Regions from separate parts of the Gasterosteus aculeatus genome. Here region 2 is linked to region 1. The links are chromatin contacts, called in public Hi-C maps. All regions are on one chromosome and are shown on one strand. The core of a region is the stretch at or near the end of the contact, and the rest is flanking DNA. Distances in the headings are between cores, read along the strand shown.

Region 1 (5,754 bases), core at 2,117-4,616:
ACATATTTATTAAACCCTACTTAAAAAAAAAAAGTTAAAGTACACTTTACACAAAATGGATAATTAATGAGTATTATATATTGGATTATAAAAGCATCACGGTACAGCCGGGCCTTATTTGAACCATAGGGTCAAGTAACATACAATGTCACATGATAATGTATCGGTTGATTATGTTCTTAATTTGTATTCTGAGTTGGAAAAATAGTTGTCTAACTAAAGCTGTCAAATAGATGTAGCGGAGTAAGTTGCAGCTTAGCATGGAAACACATGACAGATTGAAGTACCCGATATGGATATACATTTCTCAACTGCTCGATATATATATATTTTTTTACTGAATCAGTGTTCTCAAAATTCCACATTGATTTAGAAAAAACAGTGTAATTGAAGGATTTGGAAACTCAAATGAGAATAACTAAAAGTGTCCAAATGTGAGAGGAACTCCGTTCACTCGATCTGATGAGGATTTCAACAGAAAACTTTGTTAGTGTGAGAACCCGTTGCTGTGTGACAAAAATCGCCTTTGTCTGCTGCACAGATAATTTGTTCCCAGATCTTCAGATGGCAATATTTTCATTTGAGCCCAGGAGGGGATCTCTTCAATTGCCAGCGTCCATTGTTTTCCAACAAGGGGCACAAAAGTCTTGTCAATTAATTTTTCTTTTATTCCCGACCACAGAGCGCCTGAGTGAATTCAATTATCAACCAATTAAGAGGTGTTTCCTTTTATTTACAGACCTTGATGCCGTGCGTATCCATATTGTCTGAAAATTAGAACGGAGAGGGGGTGTCGAATCACTAGAACATTTCCTCTTCCGCTTGGACGTCTTAATATTTCCTCCCCAATGGGCTTTCAATGGCGTCCCCCGGGGACACGAGCACAACAAAAAGGGCATTATTGAACTCTCTAGACAAATTGTTCAGCGGATGTTCCTCCGAAAGTGGTTCTCGACAACAAAACATTTAAAAAAAAAAAAAAAAAGGTCCAACAAATCCCAACAGGATTCACACAGACACACACGCACGGAACAGGCAGCGCTGTGCGTGACCAGGCTTTTGGGGACGGATGGAGACAGGTGCAATGTTCAGCAAACAGGTTGACATCAAACGGGCTCAGCAATCAAACCCGGCCGCAGACAGAAAGCTGAACTTTTGAACTTTTTGGAAGTAAGTTTAAGGTCTGATTGCTCGATGAAACAAGGTTATCGGAAGTGACAAGCGGAAAATGTCTCTGTCTCACACACTTTACTGCGCACAGACACTTGACTTCAGATGTCTTCACCGTTTTGTAGCCCTTTGTTGGAAATTCTTGAGAACTTGATTTGAATATTTGGGGGGCTTTTTTTTTGGGGGGAGGGGGGCTGGCTGAGGCTCCATGAAAAGGCCTGAACAGCATCGTCTATGTCAAAGGTATGCCCAAAAGTGACCTTAACTTTTATCTCTCCTATTTTTGTTCTTCTTTTTGACTCGGATGAGTAAAACGACGCATGAAGCAGGAGTTAAAATAAATGACTTTTATTCATACATCGACATGGGTTTTTTAAAATAAAACACAAAACAAAACTCAGTCTAAAATACATGTCACATCTTCTTATGAAAATAATTTCTGTACATAGGTGTCTTCCTCTTCTTCTTCTTCTTCTTCTTCAAGACGGGCATATAAAAACACAAACATATCCATGAGTTAAAGGATAGATTTCCGTGGGTTGAATTTTTCTACAAATGTTTGGACAAACCGTATTGGAGAAGCGGTAGTTCCCAAAAAAGAAAGGGTTGTTGTAAAGAAGAAAAAGGAAATAACAGTTCAATTCCAGTGCTAGTTTTACTGAGGCCTACAAACCCCTAAAATGACTAATAATGAACAAAGAGTAAACGTGAAGTGAGACTACACCTCGGTCCCCTCCCGGCTGTACATCAGGTTATTCACACTAAAATGGTTGCTGAGGCTCTGCACCGACGTGTAATAGTTCATTCTGTTGTTGTCAGAGTTCAGAGGGGCGATTAAAGTGGGCGAGTAGGAGCCCGGTCCGGACAGCCCCCCCCCGAGGTACCCGGAGGAGCCGTAGTCCCGCTCCGCCGCGGCCCGGGGCCCCTCGCCGCCCGCCAGCAGCGAGTTCACGCTGGACACGAAGCTGCTGTAACACGGGCTGTCGTGCCCCGCGGAGGACGGAGACGGCGGCGACTTGGGCTCCGTGGAGGCCGGGGATCCGTGCAGGCTGGGCGGGGGGGAGCTCAGGAGGCTGCCGGTGTCGGAGAGCTTGTGCGGGCCGTCTGAGGGCTTGACGGGCGGCGCGGAGCCGTCGGACGCGGAGATGTCGGCTCTCCTCTTGCGCTTCCTCCGGAAGTTCCCGTTGTCGAACATCTTCTCGCAGTTGGGGTCCAACGTCCAGTAGTTTCCTTTGCCTGGGTGGGCAGACAGAGAGGGGGGGTTAAATACGGTTGACAACACTTTCAATTGAACCGCATCCAAAATGAACCGGGGGGGGTTAATCTTTCAAATTTAACTTAGATTAGACTCACTATATTAAATTTAAAAAATGCAACAGTTGTATCAATAAAAAAGCAACATGTCACTGCCTATAAGCAGGTTCATTGCGACTCACCGGGGTCGTCCTCGTCCCGTGCCATCTTCTTAAAACAGTCGTTCAGGGACAAGTTGTGGCGGATGGAGTTCTGCCAGCCGGCTTTGCTCTTCTTGTAGAACGGGAAGTTTTCCGCCACGTACTGGTAGATCTGGCTGAGGGTCAACTTCTTGTCCTGCGCGTTCTGAATGGCCATGGCGATCAGCGCCGAGTAGGAGTAAGGCGGCCGGACCATCTTGAAGAGCTCCTGCTGGCTGGATATGGACAACCAGCCCAGATCCGCGCCGCCGAACCCGCTGGGCGGCGGCAAGAACTGCCTCTGGTTCGACCCGTATCCCGACTGGATGTAGGACGTGCCGTTGTTCCCGGGCAGGTAAGGAGAGGAGTTGATGCCCGGTCCGTTCAGCCATAGGTACGGGTTGGCGGACGGGGAGGTGTAGTCTCCGAGGCCGTAGCTGGTGGGGTGCGCCGGCGGCCTCTGCGGGTGGTGGTGGTGGGCGAGGTTCTGTTGGTACACACCGTAGTTGTCGCAGTACACGGCCATGTCCAGGAGCTCCTGCGCGCTGTGGGGCTGAATGGGGCTGGTCTGCTGGTTCGATGCTTGGTGTCCAAACGCGTTCATAATCCACCTCGAGCTGATTCCAAATACCTAAACTGGTTTCTGTGTCTTTCCCTCAGGACTGGACTCATCCTCAGAGGGAGGAGTATTTATGCGCGGCGCTACAGGTAGCCCATTGAAAACTTTTGGGATGGTCACACCCCTCTTTTCTGTCTATGTTGACCCAGATTTCCCTATCAATGAGGCACGATACTCCCTCTAACTGCCATGCTGAGCGTTATGTTATTTTACTTACCTCAGTCGGTTAGGGACTTGCAACTTGTTCCCGTGCGTAAATGCGCACCGGAGCTTGGGTTGAATTTTTGATGAAATTGCACTTTCTTGTTTGTCTGGGTTTGTATCCGTATGGTTGAAATGCACTTATTGTAAGTCAGCTAAATGACGTAATGTAATTACTTCTGTATATTTAGAATCGGCTTTGAATAAACACGTGGATCGACGGCACTATTATTTAGTAAATATCGTAAAGTAAATATCCATAACCCTTACGGTTTCTATATGTATTTTGGATGTTTTTTTTGCGTGATATAATTTCTATTATTTCATAATTTGATGAATAAGTATATCTGGCACGTTCAGATCACCGTCAATCTAAATAAATTAAATTAAAAATTAAATAAATGAATGTCTAAAATGCATTTTACCAGCATGTAGATGAGGTCGTAAAAGGTTTGATAAAAAATATAGAGTCAACTATGATGCACGAGTTGTCGTGGAGTAAAGAACCACCTTCTCTTGAAAGAAATTTTTTTGCAAAAAAAAACGCTTCCTAAGTGCCGGAAGTTTAATGTCAACAAGTGACCCGTGGAAGAAACACCCAGCAGGTTCCCAAAGACAATGATGTGCCTCGTCGTTACCATTTTTTGACTGCACAGGAGTGCTATTTGAAAAAAATCACAATATGACAAATGACAATATTTTTTTCTTTTTTAAAATTTCAGCTTCTTATAAAGATCAGTCAAATTGGGATTTAAATTGTCCAGATCATTAACATTTAGAATTAAAAAGGGGACCTTTAACTACTGTGGAAGGTAATAGGAGAAACATAATAAAGACACCAAATCATCTGCATCCCATAAAAGTGCTTCTCTGACTTTATGATTAAAATGGAATCAACCCCCGTCCACTGTGGAGTACGTTTGTATACAGTAAGCATGGCGCTCACAAAGATTTACATTTACCTACACTGATTTTACACATAACCGTCAAAGGAAAAAAACGGCTGTGACGTGTGACGTGTCGACCACTGGCAGGCAAATGGTGCGAGTTTGGAATGAGAAGATGCCAGTCGCTCTACAAACCTTCCCACTCTTCTAATCTATTAACACATAATAATAATAATAATTACTACACGTCATGAAGTTGTTACGGCATGCAATCAACTGTGTGTGATACACTATTTTGAAAACATGCTGCTCTTGCACTCAACGAGTGCATCCAGAATGTGAGCTGACCCGTCGCCCCGGTGGTCGTCCCCCCGGTGAAGAGCTGCTGTGGCCCTGCAGGTTGCAGCCGGACTGCTGCACTAATCGCCAGAACATTCCTCCTCTCCATGACCTTCGTGTAATTGTTTGGCTCCAAGGTGTTGTCCCGACCACCACAGGCTGTACAGCAGCGGCAGGCGACGGACTCCACAGGGGGAGGCTGTGGCATTTAACCCCCCATATGAAAACAGCACAACCTGTCGGGTGTCACTCCCGGTACAGCTAATTACTGCCGAGAGGACGCTTGCATCTGAAACGATGAGCCCGCTCAGTCGGACACCCGAATGAGCACATAGTGGGACCTCTGTGCTGCCAAGGTATGGGGGGTCCCTTTGACTTGTTACTGTAAGAGAAAAACAGAACTTATTTCATTTAACTAGCAATACTTACTTTATTTAATATTAGAGTTAATTAAGCAGCCACCAGTCACAGTTTGTCCATCCTGTCTTTCCTCTCAGATTAAGTCAAATGTGGCTCAACAACCTCAAGTGATAATTCAAAAAGTGCTCACTGTGTGTGTGTGTGTGTGTGTGTGTGTGTGTGTGTGTGTGAGAGAGGGGGGGGGGTCTATTGTTGCTCTGTCATGTCGGTCTTCGTCCCCTGTTTCCTCAAGCTCGCTGAGGTCATGGGAGCTTTTCTCCAGGAGATCAAGTCAATCCCGGCGAGGTCGGAGAAGCAGCGCCGAGCGCCACGGGCCCCTTCAGGCTGAGAGGCACAGAGAAACCCACCGCTGCAGGTGAGGGGGCCAACCCGCCACACGTCTGCTACCTGTCCATTTAGTATACATCGTCTATTAGCACATTGCACCGCTGGGATAATAGCCAAACCCAATCGACACAGACACTCCGTGTTGATAAGGTTTGTTTTCTGCGTACAACCTTTGCTGTAATCATGTGGCCGTATGTGTTTGACATCCGCTGTTGGTGTAATTAGCAGATTATTAAATGCTGTTAGGGCCAATGGCATCATGAGAGGCCCCCTCGATAAAGTCATTAATTCTGACTGCGTAAACAAAATGATCCCTGCATGCAGCCAGGTGCTGCTCACAGTCTCCCCCCAGTGGTGG
Region 2 (5,591 bases), core at 2,584-5,083, 100 kb after region 1:
AAAGGGCCAAAACACAGAACAAAGGCGCCTGTCAAGAGAGGAGTTTAGCATATGAAAGATTTGACAGCACATTATATTTGCATCCGAGCTGCGAATGCGTGGGGATGTTTATTCCCACTGACAAAAACCTCCCGTGGTACGAGTTGCTGCTCCGCTGTTCCTGTCTGCTGCTTTGCTTTGCTTACCAAGGCATCGAACACCAACGTATCAAAGGTGTCACTGTCGGAGTTCTCCATCATGATGTTGAAGAGAGCATCCAGGGTGTCTTGCAGAAACTAGAATGACAGAGGAACAAAAAGCACGTTATGGCAGGCCAGGCGATGAAACACGATAGATGCGCGGTCTCACTGCAAACTGCTGTCACTGCTCTTTGGAATCAAACAAAGTCAAATAGAATATATCTTCCCTCATTTAGGGAGTACATCAAAGTGATAAACGATCTCGGGTGATAAACTCGTCGCATCAAGAGGAACGAGACAATAACTGAGATGTATGGTGAGGGTCAAACCAAGGACCTGGAGAGGAAGCAGAAGATCAGCAGCTACGTGGTGAACAAATACTTCCTCATAGTGCAGGAAAATTTAGTTGAAATCCATATCCTACTATTACTAATGACATTGTTTCAATGCTCAAACACAAAGTAAGAGAAACAGATCAACCAAAACTTTTTTTAATCTGACCCCCGATGGGCAATAAACAAATCATATTAAGATGGTTTTAAGTCCCTTAAGTCTCTGACGGGGCTCCGCGCTGCCCTTTAACAGCTGTTAACATCAGCCCACGCTGCTCTGTGAAGACGGTAACTATCTCCCTGTCGGCAGGACCTCCAGAGACATCAACTGCACGCGCCCTGCTGCTCTGCCGAAACACGCCCGGTTTACACGCACAATGTGAAAAAAGGGGTACCAAACATGGTGGGAAACACAGCCTTCGCTCCGCACTGTGAACGGCCCGGCATCTGCATGTGGATGAGGAGTTTGAAGCCCGCCGTGACCTCACAGAGGCACCGAGGAGGGGCGTGACCCGTTCACTCAATAACAGCAAAGTCATTATGAATAAAAATACTACCAACTGGTAGTATTTTAAATCGCCCGAGATTTATCTATGATCCAAATCATCTGCATAGTATCTAATAAACAGCGTACGGCCGTAGCGATGTAACACCCTGTTGATAAATTGCCTCTTAAATGCCAAGAGTTCTGTAATTGGAGCCTTGGAGAGCTCTGGAGAGATGGAGAGCTAATGCGCCGGTAATAATAATCACACCCCTGTGGTGTCATGCACTGGTCCAGCTGTGGTTGACACATCTATGTGCCCTGATCAAAACTGTCTGGGTGGAGGACCTCTTCCGGACACGCTGCCAATCCCCCCCCACCAGCCCATGCTAAACTGTATCTGGAGACTGATTTATTCGCCTGTCCCACGCTGAGCCCTTTAAGGGCCTGCGTACACTTGTGACAGCAGGTCAGCGCCTTCGTGAAAGTGCTGCCAAGAAGAGCCGCCCTCCAGGAACACGGGAGGATTTGGTGGTTTGTGTCTCCAGCTGTTTCAGGTACATGTTGGCTTTGTGGACCGTGTAGGAGGAGCTACATTTTCAGGAACGTGAGGCCATTTCTTTTCAGGGGGGGCTTTGCACCGGAGTCTCTGACCTTGACGACCTCGCCGCCTTCCACCTTCATCAGCTGACGGAGGTTCTGCTGCAGCAGGCTGGTGTTGGAGCGCCACTTCAGCAGGCCGAGTAAGTCCACTGGAACAAAAAAATAAAATAAAATAAAACAAGGGGTCATTAGCACAACAGCGCGGCGGGATGTACGTCCTGCCAACGGTCATTCGGCGTGGAGAGATTGAGAGGCAGCGAGAAATGACAATTAAGGTTGAACATTTGAATTAAATGGGTGTTGTGGGGGCCATTTGTTTGAGATGTCCCCCCTCGACCCCTTCACACAAGCCATTTATTGAATTTCCCAAAACGTGGCGTAAGCCATTCGATTAAACCGCTTACTTTAATTACGGGGAAATTAATTTAGTCACAAGAGGATGAGTCATGATGCGATTAATCCCGCTCAGGGGAGCGCTCGTCGAGACCACCGTTGGCCTATTGTCCAACTGTCCAATTTGTTGAAGGTAACATCCAGTCAGATGTTTTTGTACAAAGTTAAAAGTCATTGGATTAATAATTGATTAATCGACTCAGCTATAGAAAAATGCAGATGTAGCAGATTCATTCTCTCGGGGTGACCATCAAACATTTGTCACAAAACCGAGCGCCCCTCCCCAAGGGGTCATATGTGTAAAAGAAAGCCGCTCAGAGAGACAAATGGATTGAGATGTGAATAAATCATCACTGTGGCGCAGCTGTGAGATGGCCACAGCGGCAGTAGCACGTGGGACAGTGAGGCGGGGGTTTAGCGGGGGTGGGCACGGAAGCGCCTGCGACAAACAATATCTTGCAAAAAAAAAAATGTTTTTCTTATTTAGAAGGCAGCCGAATTTAACAGCTACAAAACTGGCAGCTGGACAGAGGTGGAAATCATCATTCTATTGCCAGTCAAATGTTTGTTTACGGCACAACCCCCCGATTCGAGCAATTTAGCGTTTTTTTTAGTCTTTGTCATAGCTTTTTTTTCTATAATAGTTCCCGCCTTGTATTTGGTTAACAGTTTAGGGACAGTTAAGTGAAGGGAGGTCGGACACAGTGAGGTCAGAGCAGCTTCACAGTCACGACTTCTCTCTCCTAGAATATCTTCTAATACAATATTTTTCTCCTTCCAGCTAGTATGGGAATAGGATTTTAATTTGTCTTTCACCAGGCAGCGTGGACTCACAGCTCTGCTGCCATTAGATCTACGCGTCTCCTCCAGCATCCGTTTAGTGAAGCTCACTGGGAATACCCGGCGACGAGACAGCACTTCACCCAAGCGCCCGGCGCACACACCAATCGTGCTTAATTTAAAAAAAAAGTGTGTTTTTCATCTCAGATGTGGGGATCGGGGATGAGGTGTCGGTGTCTTGTGAAACGTTGAGTGGGCAATTAATGCTTATTTTCATTATGGATGAATATGTTGATTGTTCTGGACGAAGAATGAATCTACCATTTGTTCTGTAGTAGTAACAAAACAATCTGAGACCGAATATATATTATATTTTAATAAAGAGATCAAACTGGTTTGTGAGTAACGATGTAGAATTCCTAATTCTATTCAAATGGATTAAAATTGCTTTTCTATTGGAATAATAGAAAAAAAATTGTCAATCATCCATCCGGTTGTCAATACACGTTCCATGAAGAACATTTAAAGTAAGTGAGTGGGCTTGGATGCAAATTTTAAAAAAGCCTCTAGGCTTTAATAAAGCAGGCAGAGACCGTCGGAGAGAGCGAGATCGGCTCTGCATTGATTTATTAAAAGAACTCTTTTCCTTTGGCGTGGGATGACACACTGTGGGAGACACGCAGGCACGCACGCACCCACGCACGCACGCAGGCACGCGAGTGCGCGTAAGCACACACACACACACACACAGCTCTCTATTTAATCAAACTCAGTGTGCAGTGCCAACGAGTCGTCCTGATCCCTCTGCACCTACTGGGGCCTTGCAAATTAGCACCTCAAAGTGCCAGGTAAATATCAGCAGAGGAGTCGCTCTAGCGGACTGAATCTTGTCACCGGGACACTCACTGCTGCCAGTCGCTCCCACATAAGGGAAAGGGAGAAAGGGAAAAGAGTGTGGGGGAAAGGGGGGGGGATTGGTTTCTTTTTGTTTGTGTTAAATACTATACACCTATTGTTGAGACAAAAAGGTTTGGCTACTGACATTTAATCCCCATCTGCGGTAATCGGAGGGGGAGGTTGTGACATCACCACCCACTGAGCGGAGTAGGCGGGCACACGCCAATGTATTTAAACGACAACTTCCACGTCAGAAGGGAAATGTACCAACACTCAGCGTCCCCCCCCTCCCCTCCTCCCACACAAGGTAATTTAACATTAGGCACAGCAACAAAAGATTCTCCTCCAATAGATCTAAACAAACTGTGTTCTGGGTTCTGCTGTGACCTAATTTCTGTGGATTTACGAGAGCGTATTGTGAATGTTATCTGGGACACATCTAGGAATGCAACAAGGGAAGATCTACTTTTTCTCTCATTCAGGTCTCTATTAGATGCCAATGCTTCCCCCCCCCCGAGGTCACTCGAGGTCAGGGTGAAATTCCACCAGTGTAGGTTCTTAGAATATCACTAGAAGCGCAGAGATGATTCCAAAGCTGCAACACTTTTGCAACTCCCGACGGCCCAGTCATAGCACGGACTTTATAACCTCATTTACTCTATTATTGTTTTCACCTCAGAGAAAAATAAATGCTGCGCGTCTATTTGCGGAGGTGCTCACAGACGTCAAAGGGATGTTTCCATGTTAGTTTTGGTGGGCGGCGTCAAGCTGTAAAGCGGTGCAATAACATTAAAAACTTTGAGAGGACTTTGGTGTAATTAATGGACAAACTGCTCATCTTCTCCGGCTTGACTTTACAACACCACAAATATTCAACATTCAGGGGGATTATATTGCATTATGCACGTGAATAAAATGAACATGCTTTATACACATGGAATATTTTTTGAGCGCCCTTGAGCACTGAAAAGAAATTGGCCACGCAAAACATCAAACGGCTTCAGACTGTTCCATTCGAGCGTGTCCTTTCACGTTGCCCTTGTCCGGACTATTCAAAGTGATCTTTTTGTTACTGTGGATAAAAACACGAGGAAACGACTAAGACGATTGAGAAGGGAAGGTGTGGGCACCCTTGTGAAATCCGAGCTGGGAACACTCCATCGCTCACACGCAGCGGAACAGCTTTCCACCAAATGCCCACCGAGTGCGCCACTGTGCTAAAAACAGTCTGCAAATACCAACACGTCCAGGAGGGTTCACGGTAAAGTCGGGTGAGATTGATAAACATGCGCAGGAACAAATGAGGCCAAATTGCTCGATCCATTAGCTAGAAGGCAGAGGTGGGAATTTCCTCCTTTGCTCGTCGCAGCACCTTGAGAAATGACTCTGCGGGACACAGACTGGAGGACGGGTCCCTTTGTCTTACCTTAAGTGGTGTACGGTTAGTGTGCATTGTTAATTCGTCCTTCAAAGACAGAATAGGAGGAAACGCTCACAGGTGCGGTCAGGAAAAGGTTAGCGTTCATGTAGAGAAAAGAATAAGAGACCACGTGAAGCAAAGGAGGAGGTACCGTTTTGGGTGAGCTTGGTGGAGCAGACCAGGGTGGAGATCTGGAAGGAGTCTTTGCTGATGGAACAGTTGCCCAGGTTCTGGGCGCTTTTCCCCGTGGTGGAGTAGCCCTTCTCCTCCATCTCCAGCTTCGTAGCGGGCAGGCTGAGGTACACAGACGAGTCCTCCAGCTTCTTTGCCTCCGCCTGATTTTGCAGGAAAACGACAAGCGAGGTTCGGTTTTTGTTGTATGTAGCGTTTTGTTGTAATGCTGCGGATGTTTTACTGCTGGCTGATGATGTATGCGAATGGAACTTTGACTGACAACGACAGTGAAAACTAGAATGAGGAGAAATCTTACTAAGTAAGATAAC

What was found. A called contact is a pair of places that touch in the nucleus more often than the background predicts.
Region 2: a Hi-C map of skeletal muscle shows a contact between it and region 1, with 3 times the contacts expected there. The contact joins the enhancer-like site here to the promoter of foxi1 in region 1. A contact is called at or near these places in 2 of 6 Hi-C or Micro-C datasets (both in skeletal muscle).

Annotation. Positions count from the first base shown.
Region 1 is chr5:11,101,276-11,107,029 of fGasAcu3.hap1.1, forward strand. foxi1 (forkhead box i1) reads right to left here and starts at 3,367. Exons shown (of 2, transcript XM_040177650.2): 1 at 2,607-3,367; 2 at 1,506-2,406. The coding sequence starts at 3,207. The coding sequence ends at 1,889.
Region 2 is chr5:11,200,983-11,206,573 of fGasAcu3.hap1.1, forward strand. dock1 (dedicator of cytokinesis 1) reads right to left here. Exons shown (of 52, transcript XM_040177593.2): 18 at 5,240-5,423; 19 at 1,650-1,747; 20 at 186-275. Among protein-coding and RNA genes, the nearest start is that of dock1, 32 kb to the right of the region's middle. Within about 2 kb of position 3,834, at least 1 of the 9 cell types and tissues checked has open chromatin away from gene starts, as enhancers often do.